2 separate regions of the Ovis aries genome follow, and region 2 is linked to region 1. Evidence: chromatin contacts called from public Hi-C data. All regions are on one chromosome and are shown on one strand. Each heading gives the region's core, a stretch centred on a gene start, on an enhancer-like site or on the middle of the called end of the contact. The rest is flanking DNA. Distances are from core to core; before and after follow the strand shown. Region 1 overlaps APBB2 (amyloid beta precursor protein binding family B member 2). Region 2 has its middle 21 kb from the start of APBB2.

What was found. Hi-C and Micro-C count contacts between places; a contact is called where the count stands out from the background.
Region 2: a Hi-C map of liver shows a contact between it and region 1, with 2.3 times the contacts expected there. The contact joins two enhancer-like sites. A contact is called at or near these places in 7 of 16 Hi-C or Micro-C datasets (liver, mesenteric adipose tissue, mixed tissues and 3 more).

Annotation. Positions count from the first base shown.
Region 1 is chr6:60,531,867-60,537,515 of ARS-UI_Ramb_v3.0, reverse strand. The region is part of intron 10 of APBB2 (amyloid beta precursor protein binding family B member 2); the gene reads left to right. Among named protein-coding and RNA genes, the nearest start is that of NSUN7, 160 kb to the right of the region's middle. Within about 2 kb of position 3,410, at least 1 of the 54 cell types and tissues checked has an H3K27ac peak or open chromatin away from gene starts, as enhancers often do. A contact at or near this core is called in liver, where this site is marked.
Region 2 is chr6:60,827,102-60,832,750 of ARS-UI_Ramb_v3.0, reverse strand. No RefSeq gene overlaps it. Among named protein-coding and RNA genes, the nearest start is that of APBB2, 21 kb to the right of the region's middle. Within about 2 kb of position 3,485, at least 2 of the 54 cell types and tissues checked have an H3K27ac peak or open chromatin away from gene starts, as enhancers often do. A contact at or near this core is called in liver, where this site is marked.

The sequences.
Region 1 (5,649 bases), core at 2,161-4,660:
GGTTTCAGATTCCTGCCCTCTGTGCCTGCACTCTGCCTGAGGTAGAAGCATCTCAGGTCCTGATGGAATGCAATGGTTTTTCCAGGGCTCTATTATAAAATAATTGTAATAATGTATATTTATTGAGTACTAATTTTTTGCCAGACATAATCCTAAAGACTTCATTTCTGTTAACTCTCATCCTCACAAAAATTTAAGGGATTCAGTAGCCCAGCTACGTGAACTGTGAACTTCCAGATGTTCAAGCTGGTTTTAGAAATGGCAGAGGAACCAGAGATCAAATTGCCAACATCCACTGGATCGTGGAAAAGCAAGAGAGTTCCAGAAAAACTGGAACTATTTCTGCTTTATTGACTACTCCAAAGCCTTTGACTGTGTGGATCACAATAAACTGTGGAAAATTCTGAAAGAGATGGGAATACCAGACCACCTGACCTGCCTGTTGAGAAACCTATATGCAGGTCAGGAAGCAACAGTTAGAACTGGACATGGAACAACAGACTGGTTCTAAATAGGAAAAGGAGTATGTCAAGGCTGTATATTGTCACCCTGCTTATTTAACTTATATGCAGAGTACATCATGAGAAACGCTGGGCTGGAAGAAGCACAAGGTGGAATTAAGATTGCCGGGAGAAATATCAATAACCTCAGATATGCAGATGACACCACCCTTATGGCAGAAAGTGAAGAGGAACTAAAAGCCTCTTGATGAAAGTGAAGAGGAGAGTGAAAAAGTTGGCTTAAAGCTCAACATTCAGAAAACGAAGATCATGTCATCTGGTCCCATCACTTCATGGCAAATAGTTGGGGAAACAGTGGAAACAGTGTCAGACTTTATATTTTTGGGCTCCAAAATCACTGCAGATGGTGACTGCAGCCATGAAATTAAAAGATACTTACTCCTTGGAAGAAAAGTTATGACCAACCTAGATAGTATATTAAAAAGCAGAGACATTACTTTGCCAACAAAGGTCCATCTAGTCAAGGCTATGGTTTTTCCAGTGGTCATGTATGGATGTGAGAGTTGGACTGTGAAGAAAGCTGAGCACTGAAGAATTGATGCTTTTGAACTGTGGTGTTGGAGAAGACTCTTGAGAGTCCCTTGGACTGCAAGGAGATCCAACCAGTCCATTCTGAAGGAGATCAGCCCTGGGTGTTCTTTGGAGGGAATGATGCTGAAGCTGAAACTCCAGTACTTTGGCCACCTCACAGGAAGAGTTGACTCATTGGAAAAGACTCTGATGCTGGGAGGGATTGGGGGCAGGAGGAGAAGGGGACGACAGAGGATGAGATGGCTGGATGGCATCACTGACTCTATGGATGTGAGTCTGAGTGAACTCTGGGAGTTGGTGATGGACAGGGAGGCCTGTCGTGCTGCGATTCATGTGGTTGCAAAGAGTCGGACATGACTGAGTGACTGAACTGAACTGAGTTTCATTATTGCAGATATGGAAACTGAAGCATAGGAAGTTAAGCAGCTAGTTAAATAGCAGAGTCAGGATTTGGCTCCAGAGCTCATGCTTACTAGATTGCCCCAAAAAAAGTCTCAATTGGAGCTTCACTTAGGGGCCACCATCAATTAATGTGATATACTCCAAATATATATATATGTTTATTTGGAGTATGTATATAGATACACACACACACACACACACACACACACACACACACACACTTATATACACAGAGAGAGAGAGGGAGAGAGAACTTGAATTTTGCTCATTGGAAGAGAGGGAGAGAGAAATTTGAATTTTGCTCATTGGAAGCAAATGGCAAACCCATTTCAAGTAAACTGGTGGAGAATTATGACAGTGTGGACCAGCTTTCTGGTCTGACTTGAGTCAGAGGTGAAGTCTAGAAGTGAAATGGATGGGCCACAGGTGTTTTCAGACCATCCCTCAGTGATGTCGTTTCAACCAGGCTTTTGATAAAAGTTGGGCCAAAACAGGAGGAAGGACGGGGTCAGGGGGGCAGTGGTGGCTAGAGGGGCTCATCGAGTGTCTGGCAGTTGGCAGAGCCACACACTTTGGATGCCCCACGCACATGGAGCCCCTTTGGGGAAATTGAGTCTCGCTGTGCTTCTCTGGATGCAGGGTCTCGCCACCCTGCGACGGATATGGGCCGGGGGAGACCGTGCAGGGAAGGCTCAGATAATCCTTCAGTGCTGTTTCCAGCAACACTTAATGAAATTATTTTTTACAAATTGGGAATAAGTCCGTTGGTTTAGAACTGACATTGATGAGGCCACTTTGGAGGGGTTCTCCATCGCCACTACCCCCTGGCCTGTCCCATCTGCCTCTTGGTTTCTCCTTGCCTGTTTATGCTGCTGGGGCACCTAAGCAGGCAGAAGTGGCAAGATGTAGGTTCCCAGATATTCAAGCTTTCCATAGATCTAAAGATATCTAAAGGGTATCTTTAGTTAACCCTTTCCATTCTTTTTAATTTGCCAACAACCCAGGAACTGAGTGCCTCATAAACAAGCAGAAGGTGTCCTTTCTTTAGGGACAAAAAAATATTTAGTTTCATGTATGATGGAATTCTAAATACAGTCCCTGGAGAATAAATAGATTGTTAGAAAAAGTGTCTTCCTTACTCCCTCAATGAAACCTAGTTGCTGGAAAAATAAAAGTTGTTTTTAGGCCATCAGGATGTGAATATTTCAAAATTCCCTCTAGCCACTCTGAGTCTAAACATCCTGATAATCAGTTGCTCAGTGAAAATCTAAGTAGCAGCATAAATGATCTCTTCTCCCCACACTACCCCCTGCCTTCCTGCAAGAGCAAAGTATTTTTATAACTCTGCCAGTGTTTTATGAGCCGACCTACTTTTTTATACAGTGAATGTGTTTTTTAGTTGATTGCCGTGTATGCATAAGTTTGTATATGATTCTGAGCTCTTTAGCTTTTTCTTTTAAGATAATTATATATTTATACAAAAGTCGCCAAGACTGAGTTCCCATATTACCTTCCACCTATCTTCCCATAATAACATCTTCATAATCATGGACAGTTATCCAAAGTAAGAAAATAATATTGACACCATATTACTAACTAAAATAGGCTTTGTTCATTCCCATTTTCCAGTGTTTCCCACCGATAGCCTTTTTTTGTTCTAGGACCTCATCCAGGATACTACATTGCGTGTACTGAACTCTTAAAAAATTGTTTTACCTGTTCCTTTCCACAGTTCTCAGATTTATTATTCTTAATTCTATTAATACTATTCTATTTAAATAATTGCACCATAATCTGTCTAGATACCCAGTAGTCATACAATTTCCAGTACTACAGAGCAGAGCTGCAACTTCATAGGAATAGGTGGCTTTTTTTCCCTTTAGATCATTGCTTTGGTACAGATTGCTGAAACCAGTATTACCAGGTCAAAGGCTATCGGCTTATGGCTTCTGTCAGTTATTGCAAAATTGTTTTTCAGGAAGGCTGCAGCAGCATGTAATTCCATCTGTTAATACCCCAGAAGACACCTTTGTCCGCTGCCCGCTGTTCTCTAGGCTTTGCCATTTTTATTTATTCACATTATTAGTTATATTGCATGTGAGCTACTACCTCCTACTTTAAATTTCCTCCTCTTAAGTTATCAACTAGGACATTTGTTTTGTCAGTTACAAAACCCTGTGTTTATTATGGAACTCCATGTTTCTGTCCTTTCTTGGCTGTTTTTTCCTCTTGCTTTTCTGTCCATTTTTAAAATGAAAACTTTGGTTTGGGATAGTTTGAGATATACAGAAAAGTGGCAAAGATAGTACAGAGAGATCCTATATTCCCATCACCCAGCTTCCCTTTTTTTACGTAACCGTAGTGCCCTTGTCAAACCTGAATAGTGGTACAAAACTATTAACTAAAATCTTTTCTGATTTTACCAGTCCTTCTTCTAGGTCTGTCTTTGGTTTCAGGACAGCACAGGGTGTTTAATCTCTCTGCATTTTTAAATGCAAAACTTTGTTTGTAATCTAATTATTTTTTTCTTTGTCTATTTTGTGTCACTTTTCCATGTGAAAACGCTGGTTTTAAACTTTGCATTTTATATTGGCGTATCTTTGATTGACAGTGTTGCGTTAGTTTCACATATACAGCAAAGTGACTCAAGTTATACATATACGTGTATCTATTCTTTTTCAGATTCTTTATGTGAAAATGTTTTTTAAATGTTTGTATATCCAAACATTTTGTAGATAATCGCCTTTTGTGCTTCATTTGTCAAGAAGGCAGTTTCTTTGTCGTGTTTGGGTGGCCAGGTTGCACTTATCAATGTCCCTAATTCTGCATCTGCCCCTGTGCTCATCCGAGTTTCATACCTTAAAATCCTAATTTAGCCCTTTAAAACTTTCCTTTTCTCATGGCATATGGCTTACTGCTGGCCAAATGCTTGACTAGAATGAGTAACACTAAGATACATCCAGTTATAATTAATCTGTTGAAAACTGAATGCTTTGAAAAATACGTACTAATTCCTTAGAATTTCTTCCCTTTGTGTCACTATGCTGGACTAAAGGAAGTGTTCTGCCATCTCGTGGACAGTATTGAAAATTACATCCATAGAGAAACTGGCATTTCATCTGGACTGAATTGCTTGTAGCTTGTTCAGCTGCTCAGTCGTGTCCGACTCTTTGCGACCCCAGCATGGACTGCAGCATGCCAAGCTTCCCTGTCCTTCACCATCTCCTGGAGCTTGCTCAAATTCATGTCCATTGAGTCAGTGATGCTTGTAGCTAGAAATGACATTAAAGATGGTCTGATGGGTCTCTTACAGGTGAAAAGGTAAGCTCCAGAAATTTTGAGTACATAACTTTACTAGGGTCACACAATCAGTGGCGGAGATGTATTCGAAGGTGGTCTCCTGGGCCTTTGATCACCCCATCCTACTGTCTTCTCTGAGTGTATAATAAATCATTTTCAGGATATTTGTGAGGAGAAGTAATTAGATCTGCATTTAGAACACTGCTCTTTGGCATTCACGACAAAGGAACTGGGTAAGGAAGGTGGTATTGTCCCAAGCATTAAACTGTCTGGGTTCCAGCTTCCTTGGCTGTAAAATGAATGTGTTCTTAAGTCACTTCTGGTTCCGAGGAATGAAGTCTGGTTCTGAGGTCTGACGTGGAATGAGAAGTCCTGATCTCTGGCATCTGGAGATGAAGTAGTTCCGTCTGTTCTGTCTCCAAGTCCAGAGGGAGCCTGGCTTGGAGGGTTGCAGGCAGGGCTGGCCCCTTTTCTGACCTCACTCTCCTCCTGCGCCCCGCACTCTGTTGGACCCGAACATGCAGTTTTCCTGCTAATGCCAGGCACCATGCTTATTTCCCGTGTATTACAGATGAGAAATTGGTGCTTCAAGCAGGTTAAATAATTCTTTTATCACAGCCAGTAACCTGTGGAACTGGGACTCTAGGTTTGTTGCCATTGACTCCACAAAGTCTGAGTTGGTGTCCACCCACTCCCAGTGACCGTTTCCATCAGCTTTACACTGATGTGTCACTGGCTGTGTGACATTTGGAATGGAGGTAGCAGGAATATTGAAGGTAAGGCAGGGTAGGGAGGCCAGAGGGTCACTGCTTCAGGACAGATGCCTCCCTTCCTTTCCACCGTCCCCCACATTCATGTGGTCCAGTCCTTTTCAATGCTTTCAAACTTTCCTGCC
Region 2 (5,649 bases), core at 2,236-4,735, 300 kb before region 1:
ATGAAAAGAAGACATGAAAATTGAAGGAATTTTGTTGTACCAATGCCACGACATTTTTTTTTTTTGCATTTCATCTAAGTTATATGCCAGAATCATATACAAATTATGTTTGGTCATCTGTTAGCTGATGTCTTCATTCCGTCTACCTTCAACGTTGTTCATTGCAAAGAGTCAGAATCACCAGGCTTGTACACCAATACAACCTTCATAGTCGTAGCTACCTCAGCACTGTTGGCAGCATGTTGAACTGTACCTTTGCTTAGTTTTACAGCTGAGGCAAAGCATCAGAGGTAGAATCAGGCTGGGACAGAGCTGTGTCTTCCTTCTGTAAAGAAGATGGAGAGTGACTGTGAAAGGGAAGGTGGGAAGGAGGACCAGCCTGACACAGATGCTCTCCCAGGCCGATATAGGAAAGATCTTACTCTCGCTGAAGTGGTTGTAAGGATGAGGAATGGAAGCACCTGTGCTCATCACAGAATTGCTAAGCTACTTTATGTGTTGACCCTGATTAAAAGAAGTAACCCACTTTAATTTTTTTTCTTTTTTTTTTACCTTTGTGTTAATCTCTCCTAATTACTATTTGTGTTTTCTCTAGTCTAAGAGAATTGGACATATCTGTACATTAATATCACCGGCTAGGAAGACATTTAGTAGCTTGAGAGTATAGAGGCTGTTTCTTCATGTTTAATAAATATAATTAGCTGACATTATGTGGACAGCTGTTGTTTTTGCCTGCTCAGCATTCATTCCAATGTTATTAACAACGCATCCTTTTTAGGGAGAGGGTAGAGACCCTCACTAGTTCCCAGACTTTTGCTTTAGTGGGGCTGGACTCCCTCACTCCTCTGATGTTTCTGGCTTGAAGATGGGCAGGAGCCTTAAGCCAGGCTCTCAATTCTAGGACTTTGGCCAAAGCTGGTAGGGTTACTGGTCAGGAGAGTGGCCAGTGGAGTGGCTGGTAGCGATGATGGGAAGAGGCCCCATGGTGAATTAGAGGGTGATTCATCCAGACATAAGCAAGGAGGCAGGACATGGAGTTGGAGAAAGACCCAGGTCTGATGATATCCTTGGAATCCACTGGTCCCAGTCATCACCAATCTGGTCCCATTTGTCCACTGGTCCCACTGGTCCCAGTCGTCACCAATCTACACCAGTCAGACTCTCTAGTTATATGTGCCAGTGCATCCTCCCTTTTCCCTAGTCTGCACTGGCTCTCTAACTTGAAATATCCCGACTAGTAGGCTTCCCAGGTGGCACAGGGGTAAAGAATCCACCTGTCAACGCAGGAGATGTAAGAGATGCAGGTTCGATCCCTGGGCTGGGAAGATCCCTTGGAGTAGGAAGTGGCAACCCACTCCAGTATTCTTGCCTGGAAAATTCAGTGGACAGAGGAGCCTGGCAGGCTACAGTCCATGAGGTTGCGTAGAGTTGGGCATAATTGAGGGCCTGAGCACACACACACACACACACACACACAACCTGACTAATGTAGTAAGCTGTCATCTTTAATGTCTTTCTACTTCCCCAAACCAATGAAAAAGTGAGAATTATTTTGTTAACTATAGATTACTGTATTTATAGTATATATATACATCCTCAGATGCAGTGAAATAGCATTATTTCTTATTTGTTTTCAGTGTACTTCCTTAAAAAAATTTTTTTAACTGTGATACAATACACGTAACATGAACTTTTCCTTCTGAACTGTTTTGAAGTGTGCAGTTCAATTGCATTAAATACGTTCACATTGCTGTGCACTCATCACCACTGTCCATCTCTAGAACTCTTTTCCTCTGGCAAAAATGAAACTCTGAAAACATAACTCCTCATTTCTCCCTCCTTTCAAGCCCCCTGGCTTCAGCTTTCATTATATTGTAGATATCAAAGGCTGTGTGAGGCTGATACCGAAGGGCAATCGTACTCGAAATATGAGACATTTATTGTGCCTCTCTTGTTACTGCAGATGACACTGGGGGATCCATTTATCAGATTTGCTGTTCATCTTACATATTGTTACAAAATCAATGCCAAAATAAAATTGAGGTAAAATAACTCTGAGTACCTCTGGACCTAGAGAAGAGGCTTTTTTTGGTGTGTCATCAATGTGTCACCACATAAAATGACAATTGCAAACCCTTTTTAGGCTTTATTTTGTCTTTGATACCTTGGACAATCTCTAAAGTTTCAAGATATTTTATGTTCATAAGAATGTTTCTATACGATGTTCATCTGTTTGGAAAGGTCTTTATTTGCAGTAGGAGGTGTGTTGGTTTCTTAGGGCCAGCATAATGAAACACTACAAAGTGAGTGGATCAGTAACAGTTCTGGAGGGTAGCTGTCAGCAAGGCTGGTTCCTTCTGCGCCGGGGGTGGGGCACGTGGAATCTGTTCTATGCGTTTCTGCTAGCTCCTGGTGTTCGTGGCTTGTAGATGAACCCTTCCCGTCTCTGTCATGTGTTTTTGCGCAGTCACTTAGTCGTGTCAGACTCTTTGTGATCCCATGGACTGCAGCACGCCAGGCTTCCCTGTCCTTCACCATCTCCTGGAGCTTGCTCAGACTCATGTGTATTGAGTTGGCGATGCCATCCAACCATCTCATCCTCTGTCGTTCCCTTCTTCTCCTGTCTTCTGTCTTTCCCAGCATCAGGGTCTTTTCCAGTGAGTCAGCCCTTTGCATCAAGCAGCCAAAGTATAGCTTCTGCTTCAGTATCAGTCCTTCCAATGAATATTTAGGACTGATTTCCTTTAGGATTGACTAGTTTGATCTCCTTGTTGTCCAAGGGACTCTCAAGAGTCTTCTCCAACACCACAGTTCAAAAGCATCAATTCTTTGGCGCTCAGCCTTCTTTATAGTCCAGCTTTCACATCCATACGTGACTACTGGAAAAACCATAGCTTTGACTAGATGGACCTTTGTCAGCACTGTCTCTGCTTTTTAATACACTGTCTAGGTTGGTCATAACTTTTCTTCCAAGGAGCAAGCATCTTTTAATTTCATGGCTGCAGTCACCATCTGCAGTGATTTTGGAGTGCAAGAAAAAGTCTTTTACTGTTTCCATTGTTTCCCCATCTATATGCCATGAAGTGATGTGAACAGCTGCCATCCATGATCTTAGTTTTTGAATGTCGAGTTTTAAGCCAGCCTTTTTTACTCTCCTCTTTCACCTTCATCAAGAGGCTCTTTAGTTCCTATTCACTTTCTGCCATAAGGTGGTTAGGACTCAGTGTTTCCACTGCCATGGGCCTGGGTTCTATCAAAGCTAGTGCAGGTGATGGAATTCCAGCTGAGCTATTTCAGATCCTAAGATGATGCTGTTAAAGTGCTGCTGTTGTCACGTGTAATTGTTTTTCAAACAGTTAAAACTGGAGCCAATGTGTTTGCTTTTTGGTGGCTGGACTCCAACAGGAGCTTCACCGCTCCAACAGAGGTAATGTTTAATGAGAGGTAATGTTTAATGAGAGGTAATGTTTAAAGCTGGTTTTCTTTACTGTGAGCTCTGCTGACTTCGGTAGTTTACGTTTCAGGTTAGCTGACGCAGTGAAGAAGAGTCTTCTTTTACTCTTATTATTCATTTGGTTTCGGTCGTGCCGGGTCCTTGTTTCGTGGGCGTTTTCTCTAGTTGTGGCGAGCAGGGGCTGCTCTCTGCCCGCAGTGTTCAGGCTTCTCCTGGCAGCGGCTTCTCCTGTTGTGGCGCGTGGGCTCCGGGGCGTGTGGGCCTCAGTAGTTGCGGCGCGTGGGCTCAGTTGTTGCGACCGTCCGGCTCTAGAGCACAGGATCAGCTGCTGTGGCTCACGGGCTTAGTTGCTCCACGGCACGTGGGATCTTCCCGGATCAGGGATTGAACCCTCGTCTCCTGAACTGGCAGGCAGATTTTTTTTTTTTTTACCACTGAGCCATCAGCGAAACCCAAGTCTTAAAAGCTAACAAATCCCTTCAGTTCCAGGGATGCCAGTTTATAAGCTAAGTGCTAGCTATAGGTACCTTTGGAAAACATAAACTAGTAATAGAGTTCAACAAAATGTTTACACCACCCGCCTAGGGATTTTTTTTTTTGTTTTTGGCTGTTCCTTGGCAGCTTGCGGGATTCTAGTTCCCTGACCAGGAATCAAACCCAGGCCCATGGCAGTGAAAACACTGAGTCATAAGCATCGGACCACCAGGGAATTCCCAATGAAACGTTTTCTGCACTACTGTTTCATAGGTATCACAATTTTAAAATAAGGTTTTGAAACTGTGGATAATCATCCCAGAGAAAATGGATTATTTGGGGGTAAAATCCCCAAAATCCCAGTGGCTTAAAACAGCAGTGGTTTATTAGCTGCTCACACCATATGTCCACAGAAGGTCAGGGAGAGGCCCTGCCCATAATAGTCCCTCAAGGATCTAGGCTGAGGTGGATATCACCTGGACATGAGCAAAAGGCATGTTGGTGCTTCAAGTTTCTACCTGGCATGAACACACATCATTTCCACTCGTATTTCATCAGACGAAGCAAGCCATACAGCCATACCTGATTCAAAGGGGCAGGGGAAGTGCAGTTCCACCATATTCCTAGGAAAACAGCTAGAATATTTGTGGATGGGCCTAATGTCTACCATACCCTGAGTGGCAGGTGGGTGTCTAAAAGCCAAAGCAATTCTGATTATTGGAAACATTCCAATTTAGTACTCGAGAAAAGGGACTTCAGCGTCAGTTGGTCAGACTTTGGAGATGGGTAGTAGGTTCTCTAATGTCTTTCTTTGGCTTCACTATACTCTTGCCAGTTTATCTATGATCTGATATTTTATGCTCACTTTTTCTGTAAGAACTATAGGTGATTTTTAATGGTATGCACTATAAAATGTGTTCTATTTCTATATACTTTTACAATAACTTCTGAAAAGTTACAGTGGCTTATAAGTTCTTTAATCTAGATTCTACCTTCACTTTTCATCTCTCTTCCCACCTCTGAGATTTTTTTTTTAAGTAAGCTCTAGCTAGAGAATTGCATAGAACTCATTTCTGCCACTCATTTGTGTGCATTTAGGTAAATTACTTAACGAACATTATCAAAGCTCAACTGCCTTACCCATAAAGTCAAAGAATAATTGTTCTTACCTTCCAGTGTTTTGAGTATTAAATGATGTGATATTTATAAATTCTGCCTAATATCGATATTAGCTAAATCTTACAAAATGCTTTTTAGATGCCAGCCCCTTAGTGATCCGTATATTATGACCCACTTAATTTTCATAACAACTGTAGAAGGTAAATATTATTTTTACCTCCATTTTATGGATGAGGAAACTGAGGCATAGAGAGTTTAGTAACTTGCCCAGTGGCACACAATCAGTAAGTGGTGGATAAGAAAGGCAACACCTGGCAGTCTGTCCCAGAGACCATTCTGTTGATCTCTGTGCTCAGTGGACTGCCCTGGACATGGTAAATGCTCAAAACATTTTACTTTTTATTTTATGAATATTATTATCATTTATCTAAAATGAAGGCCTATAGTTTTCTTATGGAAAAAGGTTAAAGCCTCTTCTTTCTTGAAAAATGTGATATTTGATACAAATGCATGACTTCTGCTAATATTATTTACACAGAAATGAAAAATAAACCCCAAGAGACACCAAGGCATCTTGGTCTCTCTCACTCTCCCTCCCCACT